2 separate regions of the Sus scrofa genome follow, and region 2 is linked to region 1. Evidence: chromatin contacts called from public Hi-C data. All regions are on one chromosome and are shown on one strand. The core of a region is the stretch at or near the end of the contact, and the rest is flanking DNA. Distances in the headings are between cores, read along the strand shown.

Region 1 (4,528 bases), core at 1,099-3,598:
TTATGATGCTTCATAGATATTAAAAAATCTTTTTTTTTTTTTTTTTTTTTGTCTTTTTGCTATTTCTTGGGCCGCTCCCACGGCATGTGGAGGTTCCCAGGCTAGGGGTCCAATCGGAGCTGTAGCCACCGCCCTACGCCAGAGCCATAGCAACGCAGGATCCGAGCCACGTCTGCAACCTACACCACAGCTCATGGCAACGCTGGATCGTTAACCCACTGAGCAAGGGCAGGGACCGAACCCGCAACCTCATGGTTCCCAGTCGGATTCATTAACCACTGCGCCACGACAGGAACTCCTATTAAAGAATCTTATAAACTGAATGCCACAGCCACCTTGGTGAGGAATTGAGTAAAAGATGCTTAGAATCAAAGCAAATGCAGGAAATTAGGAGTAACTGGTGGACTTGTGTTCCTTTTATTGTCTTATTATTGAATCAGCAGAAAAATAACTGGAGAAAAATGATCAACCTGGAGAGGATTCAGTTCCCAGTCATAGCTCTCAAAATGTGTCTAAGACCTGAGAAGTCAGCATTCTTATTTACATTAAATATTAAATAGTTGGAGTTTATATTTTATTAATTGTTTTCATCAAAGATGTTTAATAACCAGACACATACAAGTTTTTAAATAACTCAGATAAAATCAGACCAGCTTATTTTTGCTTTGAAGTCTGCCTAGGTGCACACGTTATAATTAACCCCGTCACAATAGATTCACATTTCCCAGGGTACACAACTTGCTCGTGTTAGAAAATTTGGATATTTTAAAAAATAAGATTAATCACGCATGTGGAAAACACTTCTGTGGAAACCACTGTTCAGCTTTTGCTCTGCTTCTTTCCAGTTCTGTTCTTGGGCATAGCATTTTTGCTTTGTTTGTTATGTACATATGAGCAGGAAAAATTCACAGTAGAATATTATGTAAAATTTTTTGAGTAAAATCAATCACAAATCCTTTTTTAGAAACTCCAAAGTGACTCGAATGTACTCTTCATAAGTACCAAGTCAGGGCTCATCTCCTCCTACATCTTGCACAGAAAATGGGGCTTTGAAGCGTCCATCTCATGTGCAAACATTGCATATTTGTGCAGATGCTGCGGGAAGCCAAGGAGAAGGAGAAGCAGAGGCTGGCCCAGCAGCTCACAGCCGAGAGGACCGCGCACTATGGGATGCTGTTTGATGAGTATCAAGGTTTGTCACACCTGGAAGCCCTGGAAATCCTGTCCAATGAAAGTGAAGGCAAGGTATGACTGTCCCAGCCATTGGAAGTAGCATGTTCACGAATGTGTTTTCTTAAACATGAAAGAAAATCTGTGATTAAAATATCTCATTTTTTTTTAATTTTCAAAAAATCTTTTTGTCTTTTTAGGGCCACACCCACAGCATATGGAGGTTCCCAGGCTAGGGGCCAAATTGGATCTGTAGCCACCAGCCTACACAAGAGCCACAGCAATGTGGGCTCTGAGCCGAGTCACACCACAGCTGACGGCAATGCCTGATCCTTAACCCACTGAACGAGGTCAGGAATCGAACCCGCGACCTCATGGATGCTAGTCAGATTCGTTTCCACTGAGCCATAACAGGAGCTCCTAAAATATTTCATTTTTAGGTGCTGAGGTCACCAGTACTCTACAGCCTGATGACCCCTTCGGGCTCCATAGTATTTCATCTCTGTCCTGTGCCAAGCTGTTCCCTCTCATCAGCCCCAAGAGGGCCAGCACCATAGGAATCATCACTAATCCCGCTCACAGTGCAAAGGCTGCTCAAACACCTGGCCGTCAGTGCCTGGCCTGTGCCTCCCTTTGGTGACATGGTACCCAGATCAGAGGGGACCTACCAGGACACTTCTTCATTCCTACCCAGTGGAAAAAAAGCAGCTCAGACCACAAGCTTTTACTATATTTAGTTTTCTGGGCGATGGGGTTATTTATTCACCCATTTGCTGGAATGCCTGGGCCACAGAGGGCAGGGTTATCTTACCGGGGGTTAAAGTTCTGTTTTGCAATGCTCCTGAACACGACTCTGGGAAACTACCTCCCGGCCCTACACCTTCTCGCTCTCCTGCTATGATCCCAAGAACACAAAACATGAAAAGCCGAAATCAGCAGGGTTGGTGACTTCTTTGTTTTTTCAAGTTTCTGTGTGTGTGTCTCAATTGTATATGTGTCTTTATTGAGCAAACACTTATATGGCTCTTTATATAATCACTAATCAAAGCACTTCAAAGCTACTAACCCATTAATTGTATATACAGTTCCTTTGTGTGAAGGTCAGGCTGACTGTACCCTGGGGTGTTTTTCCAGGAGAGGCCAAAGGACAGTCCCTCTGGACTTCCTGGGGGGAGCCGTGGGCCATCCCAGTGACAGTCACTGGGGAAGGCAGGTCCTCAGGCAGGAAGCTGAACTTGGAAGTGAGCCTTAGAAGGGAACAGTGATTTTTTGACTCTCCCTAGGCTTTGCCCTCTTCTGGTTGGACTTTGAGGGGTTTGAGACATTCTTAAGCCCACCTAGTCAGCGAAAGGTGACCTCTGCCATATTGCAGACAACCAAGACCCAACATGATGGACACAGGCACACCCACAAGCTTATAGAGTTACAAGGAACTAAGTATGTTTCCTTTTTTGTTATCCATAAGCCATCATTGACAGTGTTGTGGTTAGACTGTTAACCAATAATTTTTTTAAAGCAAAATCATGGCTCATACAGATATCGCATGAACACAAATCAAAGAATTTATTTCATTCCTTAATTAAATGGAAAAAAAGGCAGATTTTTGTTGTTTGGTTTTGTTTTTGCCACACTCATAGCATGGACATTTCCAGGCCAAGGATGGAATCTGAACCGCAGCTGCAACCTATGCCACAGCTGCAGCAAGGCTGAATTTTTAACCTACTACACCACAGCGGGAATTCCCAGACAGATGTTATTTTGTTGTTGTTCAATTTTTTTTTAATTTCCCCAATACATTATTTTTCCTTCTACTGTACAGCACGGTGACCCGGTTACACACACATGTACACATTCTATTTCCACACATTCTCATGCTCCATTATAAGTGACTAGACATAGTTCCCAGTGCTACACAACAGGATCTCATTGCTAATCCATTCCAAAGGCAGTAGTCTGCATCTATCAACCCTAAGCTCCCAATCCATCCCACTTCCTCCTTCTCTCCCTTGGCAACCACAAGTCTATTCTCCAAGTCCATGATTTTCTTTTCTGTGGAAAGGTTCATTTGTGCTGTGTATTAGATTCCAGATATAAGTGATATCATATGGTATTTGTCTTTCTGACTTACTTCACTCAGGATGAGAGTTTCTAGTTCCATCCATGTTGCTGCAAATGGCATTATTTTGTTCTTTTTTATGGCTGAGTGGTATTCCATTGTGTATATAAACCACATCTTCCTACTCCAGTCATCTGTCAATGGACATTTGGGTTGTTTCCATGTCTTGGCTATTGTGAATAGTGCTGCAATGAACATGTGGGTGCATGTGTCTTCTTCAAGGAAAGTTTTGTCCGGATATATTCCCAAGAGTAGGATTGCTGGGTCATATGGTAGTTCTGTGTATAGATTTCTAAGGTCCCTCCATACTGTTCTCCATAGTGGTTGTACCAGTTTCCATTCCCACCAACAGTGCAGGAGGGTTCCCTTTTCTCCACAGCCCCTCCAGCACTTGTTATTTGTGGACTTATTAATGATGGCCATTCTGACTGGTGTGAGGTGGTATCTCATGGTAGTTTTGATTTGCATTTCTCTTATAATCAGGGATGTTGAGCATTTTTTCATGTGCTTGTTGGCCATCTGTATATCTTCTTTGGAGAAATGTCTATTCAGGTCTTTTGCCCATTTTTCCATTGGGTTATTGGCTTTTTTTGCTGTTGAGTTGTATAAGTTGACTGTATATTTTAGAGATTAAGCCCTTGTCAGTTGCATCATTTGAAACCATTTTCTCCCATTCTGTAAGTTGTCTTTTTGTTTCTTTTTGATTTCCTTTGCTGTGCAAAAGCTTTCAGTTTGATTAGGTCCCATTGGTTTATTTTTGCTCTTATTTCTATTACTTTGGGAGACTGACCTGAGAAAATATTCATAAGGCTGATGTCAGAGAATATTTTGCCTATGTTCTCTTCCAGGAGTTTGATGATGTCTTGTCTTATATTTAAGTCTTCAAGCCATTTTGAGTTTATTTTGGTGCATGATGTGAGGGTGTGTTCTAGTTTCATTGATTTGCATGTAGCTGTCCAGTTTTCCCAGCAATACTTGCTAAAAAGACTGTCTTTTCCCCATTTTATGTTCTTGCCTCCTTTGTCAAAGAGTAATTGACCATAGCTGTCTGGATTTATTTCTGGGTTCTCTATTCTGTTCCATTGGTCTGTATGTCTGTTTTGGTACCAGTACCACACTTCCAGACAGATGTTATAATCAGTTTAAAGGAAAAACTAAAGAAGCACAAATTATATGGAAAAAAGCAATTTTGAAATGAAGGTGCAAATAGACCCAAACCTGGTTATTCCATGGGAGGGAAGG
Region 2 (4,499 bases), core at 652-3,151, 270 kb after region 1:
AGTGAATCTCCCCAAAGATGGCCTCAATGCCATCTATACAAGGCTGAGCCCAAAATGTGTGTCCTTGACTTAAACCTGTATTTCCCACTGCCTCCCAGTCACATGCAGTTGCAAGTCCATGAGTTGCTCAAACTTGCCCTGATTAAAACAACTTATCAGAGTTCCCGTTGTGGCTCAGCAGTAGTGAACCCAACTAGTATCCAAGAGGATGCTGGTTCAATTCCTGGCCCCACTCAGTGGGTCAAGGAGCCAGCGTTGCCCTGAGCTGTGGTGTAGGTCCCAGACGTGGCTCAGATCCAGAGTTGCTGTGGCCGTCTGTGGTGTAGGCCGGCAGCTACAGCTCCGATTCGACCCCTAGCCTGGGAACCTTCATTTGCCGCAGGAGTGGCCCTAGAAAAGGCAAAAAGACACACACACACACACACACAAAAAAAAAAATCTGCCCCAGCCTCCTCTTCTCCCCTCCCTTAATCACATGGTGCACATGCCCAAACATGCACACCTATACCTACACCCACACACACCTACCCCGACACATACATACACTACACCTACACACACACCGGCATCCACACACATACATACACGCACCTGCACATACACATACTCTGCACCTACACACACACCTGCGCACACACACCCCAGATCCTTTTCCGCTCTGATACTCCTTGACTCCGGCCCTCGCGTGGAGCCACGTATGACAGAACCCCTTCCTGACTGCTCTCCACTGGGAGACCCATGACAAGCTAACCCATTCTCCACACACTTTCAAAAATGTGAGTCTGATCCACTTATTTCCCTGCCAAAGATCTTTCAGTGACTTCCCATTGCCTTTAGGAAGAAACCCCCACTTCTTTGGGGACCTGCATGGCACACCGCTCACTTGATTTAATAGCAGCCTCGGCCGTCCCCTCCACTCCTCTCTGTTCACCAGCTGCTGGAACTCAGTATGTTTCATGATCTCCTACCTTGGCACGTGCCGTGTTCTGGTCCTGGACCGCCCCTCCCTGTCTCTGTTCGTGGGGGTAATGCCTCACCCTCTGCCAGCAGCAGAGCCCTCTGCTGCTGCAGGAAGGCTTCCCCGAGCCCGGCCACTGGCACTGTGGGTTGGGGCCTTTTTGAAGTGTTGCCTCGGAGCCCGGATCCAGCATGCAGGGTGGTTTAGAGCCTCTTACCTCTTACCACTCGTGACTCAGGCTGGTCTTTTGAGGCCTCACTTTGATCACCTATAAAGGAGAAATAATAATAACTAGTAGATAGGGTTGTTAGGGTGATCCAATGAGAGAATGTGTGCAAAGCGCTTAGCACAAAGGTTCACATGTTGTAGGCCCTCTGTCACCTCTGCCATACCCTGTCATAGTCATTTGTTCACTTACCTGTCTCTTCCACCTTCCCCAAGTACAACCACCTAAAGGACAGTGACTGCTTTTGACTTTACATCTTGGGTCCAGGCCCAGTTCCTGGCACCAGATGATGCTCAGTGAGTGTGTTGGATGGAAATTTGCATCAGTGAACAGACAGGGAAGGGTAGTATAGTCATTAATGTAGGGGTTCCATTTATGGTTATGTTTTATTTTATTTCATTTTATTATTTGCTTTTTAGGGCCATACCCGCGGCATATGGAGGTTCCCAGGGTAGAGGTTGAATCAGAGCTATAGCTGCCAGCCACAGCAGTGCAGGATCCGAGCTGTGTCTGTGACCCACACCACAGCCCATGGCAACGCTGGATCCTTAACCCACTGAGCGAGGCCAGGGATTGAACCCGCAACCTCAGGGTTCCTAGTCAGATTCTTTTCCACTGTGCCACAAGGGGAACTCCTGTGGTTACATTTTACACCAGAGGTCAGCAAGCTTTTCATGTTATGGTCCAAAGGGTGTTTCAGGCTTTAAGGTCAATCACAGCTACTCAGGTCAGCTGTTGTAGTGCAAGACCAGCCGTGAAGAGGGGATGGGTGAGTGGCTGTGTTCCACTCAGGCTTTACTTCCAGAAACAAGCAGCTGACTAGATTTGGCCCACAGGCTATAATTGGTTGATCTTCGTTTCAAATTTCCAAATCTGTGGAATAGAGTACTAATTTTATGAGACTTATATGAGAACAGGAGTAATTTTTTTCTCTGTGTGACGTAAACCAACAAATAAATGAGTAAATAGAATTGGTTGCTGATGAGGTAAGGCGGTTACACAGAGTGGATTTCAGTAGTTACGAGAAATTCAAGAAAAAAACATCTGCACAAAAAAGAAAGCTTAGGTAGTTTTTCATAACCTGGAAGTGACAATTAAAAATTAAGGAATGTTTTTGCAAAATTTATCTAGAGCACAACATTACAATTGTACATAATCTGAAAATTGCCTAAGAGGGGGCAAAATAGAGCTCCCTGACTAAGCTTATATACTCATATGCTAGGTTTCCTGATGCTTGGGAAGTCTGCAAGATTCTGAATGATCATGCCGCCTGGAATGAGTTGGCCCGAGCTTGTCTATACCACATGGAAGTAGAGTTTGCCATCCGCGTGTATCGGACAATCGGAAACGTTGGCATGGTCATGTCCTTGGAACAGATAAAGGTAAACAGCATCGTATGGGAATTATCAGATGAGCATTCAAATGGTATTTAGCCAGATATTTAAAATCTCTGCAGTTCATCTGACGTACCTCCTAGATGGGTTCCCTAATGGACCACTGCCCCTGCCTCCTAAGCCCAGTGCTTAAATAAAAACCAAACCGTGGTATGTCTTCTCATTAAGACTGCTCTTGTTTGCAGGGAATAGAGGACTGTCATCTCTTGGCAGGACATCTTGCCATGTTTACTAGTGATTTCAACCTGGCTCAGGACCTGTACTTGGCATCCAGCTGCCCCGTGGCCGCCCTGGAGGTATGGCAGCAAATGCGGGGAGGGACGTGCGAAGAGGTCTCCCCTTTTCTGGAGTTCAGATCTCTCTGCGCCAAACACCATGTGCCTCCCTCCTTTTCGAATTCAGACTGTCACTTTCTCTGTTTTCCAAAGGGGAAAACTGAGGTGCATTTGTGTTTTATTTATTGTGTAAAATTCTCTTGTGCATGAAGAGAGGCCTGTGTATCACTACCAGTTTCCTCGGGGTGAGGGATGCAGGAGAAGGACCCGACCGAGGGGAGGACCTCGCACAGGCAGGGAAGAGGAGCACCGAGGCGGGGCGCAGGGGTGGGGTGCGGTAGCAGATCAGAACGTGGACTTCAGCATTGGGCATGTCTGGGTTCAAATCCCAAATCCCAACTCGGTGTAGCCTCGGATGAGTGAGTCCATCTTTCTGTGCTCTGGATCCCATTTAAAGGAGGGGTAACAAGGAGTTCCTGTTGTGGCTCAGTGGAAATGGATCTGACTGGCATCCATAAGGGATGCAGGTTCGATCCCTGACCTCCCTCAGTGGGTTAAGGATCCGGCACTGCCGTGAGCTATGGTGTGGGTCGCAGACAGGGCTCGGATCTGGCATTACTGTGGCTCTGGCGTCCAGCTCCGTTGGACCCCTAGCCTGGGAACCTCCACATGCAGCGGGTGTGGCCTTAAAAGATTAAAAAGTAAATAAATAAATAAAGGAGGGGTAACAGTATCTAACCCACAAGGTTGTTGTGAGGATTTCAGAATGAGATGCGCTCTCTTAGATCAGCTCCTGATGGCCTGTGAAGACCCAGCGATGGTGGCCGTGGTCACTCACCTTGTTCCACCTCGGGCAGCATTTCCACAGCTGCCTAGAGGAAAGCGTGTGTGCTCCTCACCTCACGTTTCTCTTTTTTAAATTGTTCTATGGCAGATTTTCATTTTTAAATTTTAAGGGAACTAAATGCATTTTAAGAAGAAAGTTGAGATGATGTTCCAGTATCATTTGAGGGGGCGCCCTGGAATTTTCTGAGCTGGCCGGGTGCACACAGGAGGAACACGGCTGCCCTGGGGGAGGGAGACTTGAGGGGAATCAGGTCCCCTTAGCCCTTCTGCACTGGCTGTGGACACTTGCCACGTGCTGCTGGATTTGTAAGGGACTTGAGGGGACAGCTTCACAGCGGGAGAGGTGATTGGACCCTGTCGTTCCTTGAACCTCACTTTGAAGGCCGACAAGTTAGGTGGGTAAAGAGGTCAGAGGCAAAGCCCGACTGGCAGCCCTGCCACACACACAAACAAGGTGACCTCATGTACAGAACGAGGCTCTTTACCTCAGTGTCTGGATCTCTAAAATGGACACAAGAACAGCTCATTACAAAAGGCCTGGTTGTGAAAAGCCAGTAGGCTCCTGTCTTAGAACAGACTCTGGCAGAAACTAGCACTGGTAAAACGTTAACCAGTGTTCATTCTTCGCAAAGGGTGACTCAATCCGGGAGTGAAGCCCCAAAGACTAATGGTTTACTCTTTAATGGTGAGTTAGTCTGTGGAATTGTGTACCAGACACAGATAAAAGACCTCAGGAGCCAAGGAGAAAGACACAACCCCATTTTATTTATTTTGCCCTTATTTGTCTCACGATATAGGTT

What was found. A called contact is a pair of places that touch in the nucleus more often than the background predicts.
Region 2: a contact with region 1 is called in a Hi-C map of liver, with 9 times the contacts expected there. The contact joins two enhancer-like sites. A contact is called at or near these places in 3 of 47 Hi-C or Micro-C datasets (liver and mesenteric adipose tissue).

What each region holds. Positions count from the first base shown.
Region 1 is chr8:30,238,958-30,243,485 of Sscrofa11.1, forward strand. FAM114A1 (protein NOXP20) reads left to right here. Exons shown (of 15, transcript XM_003128921.6): 7 at 1,093-1,245. Among named protein-coding and RNA genes, the nearest start is that of MIR574, 49 kb to the left of the region's middle. Within about 2 kb of position 2,349, at least 5 of the 83 cell types and tissues checked have an H3K27ac peak or open chromatin away from gene starts, as enhancers often do. A contact at or near this core is called in liver, where this site is marked.
Region 2 is chr8:30,504,965-30,509,463 of Sscrofa11.1, forward strand. It overlaps WDR19 (WD repeat-containing protein 19), which reads left to right. Exons shown (of 37, transcript XM_021101110.1): 18 at 2,407-2,566; 19 at 2,764-2,874. Among named protein-coding and RNA genes, the nearest start is that of WDR19, 53 kb to the left of the region's middle. Within about 2 kb of position 1,902, at least 2 of the 83 cell types and tissues checked have an H3K27ac peak or open chromatin away from gene starts, as enhancers often do. A contact at or near this core is called in liver, where this site is marked.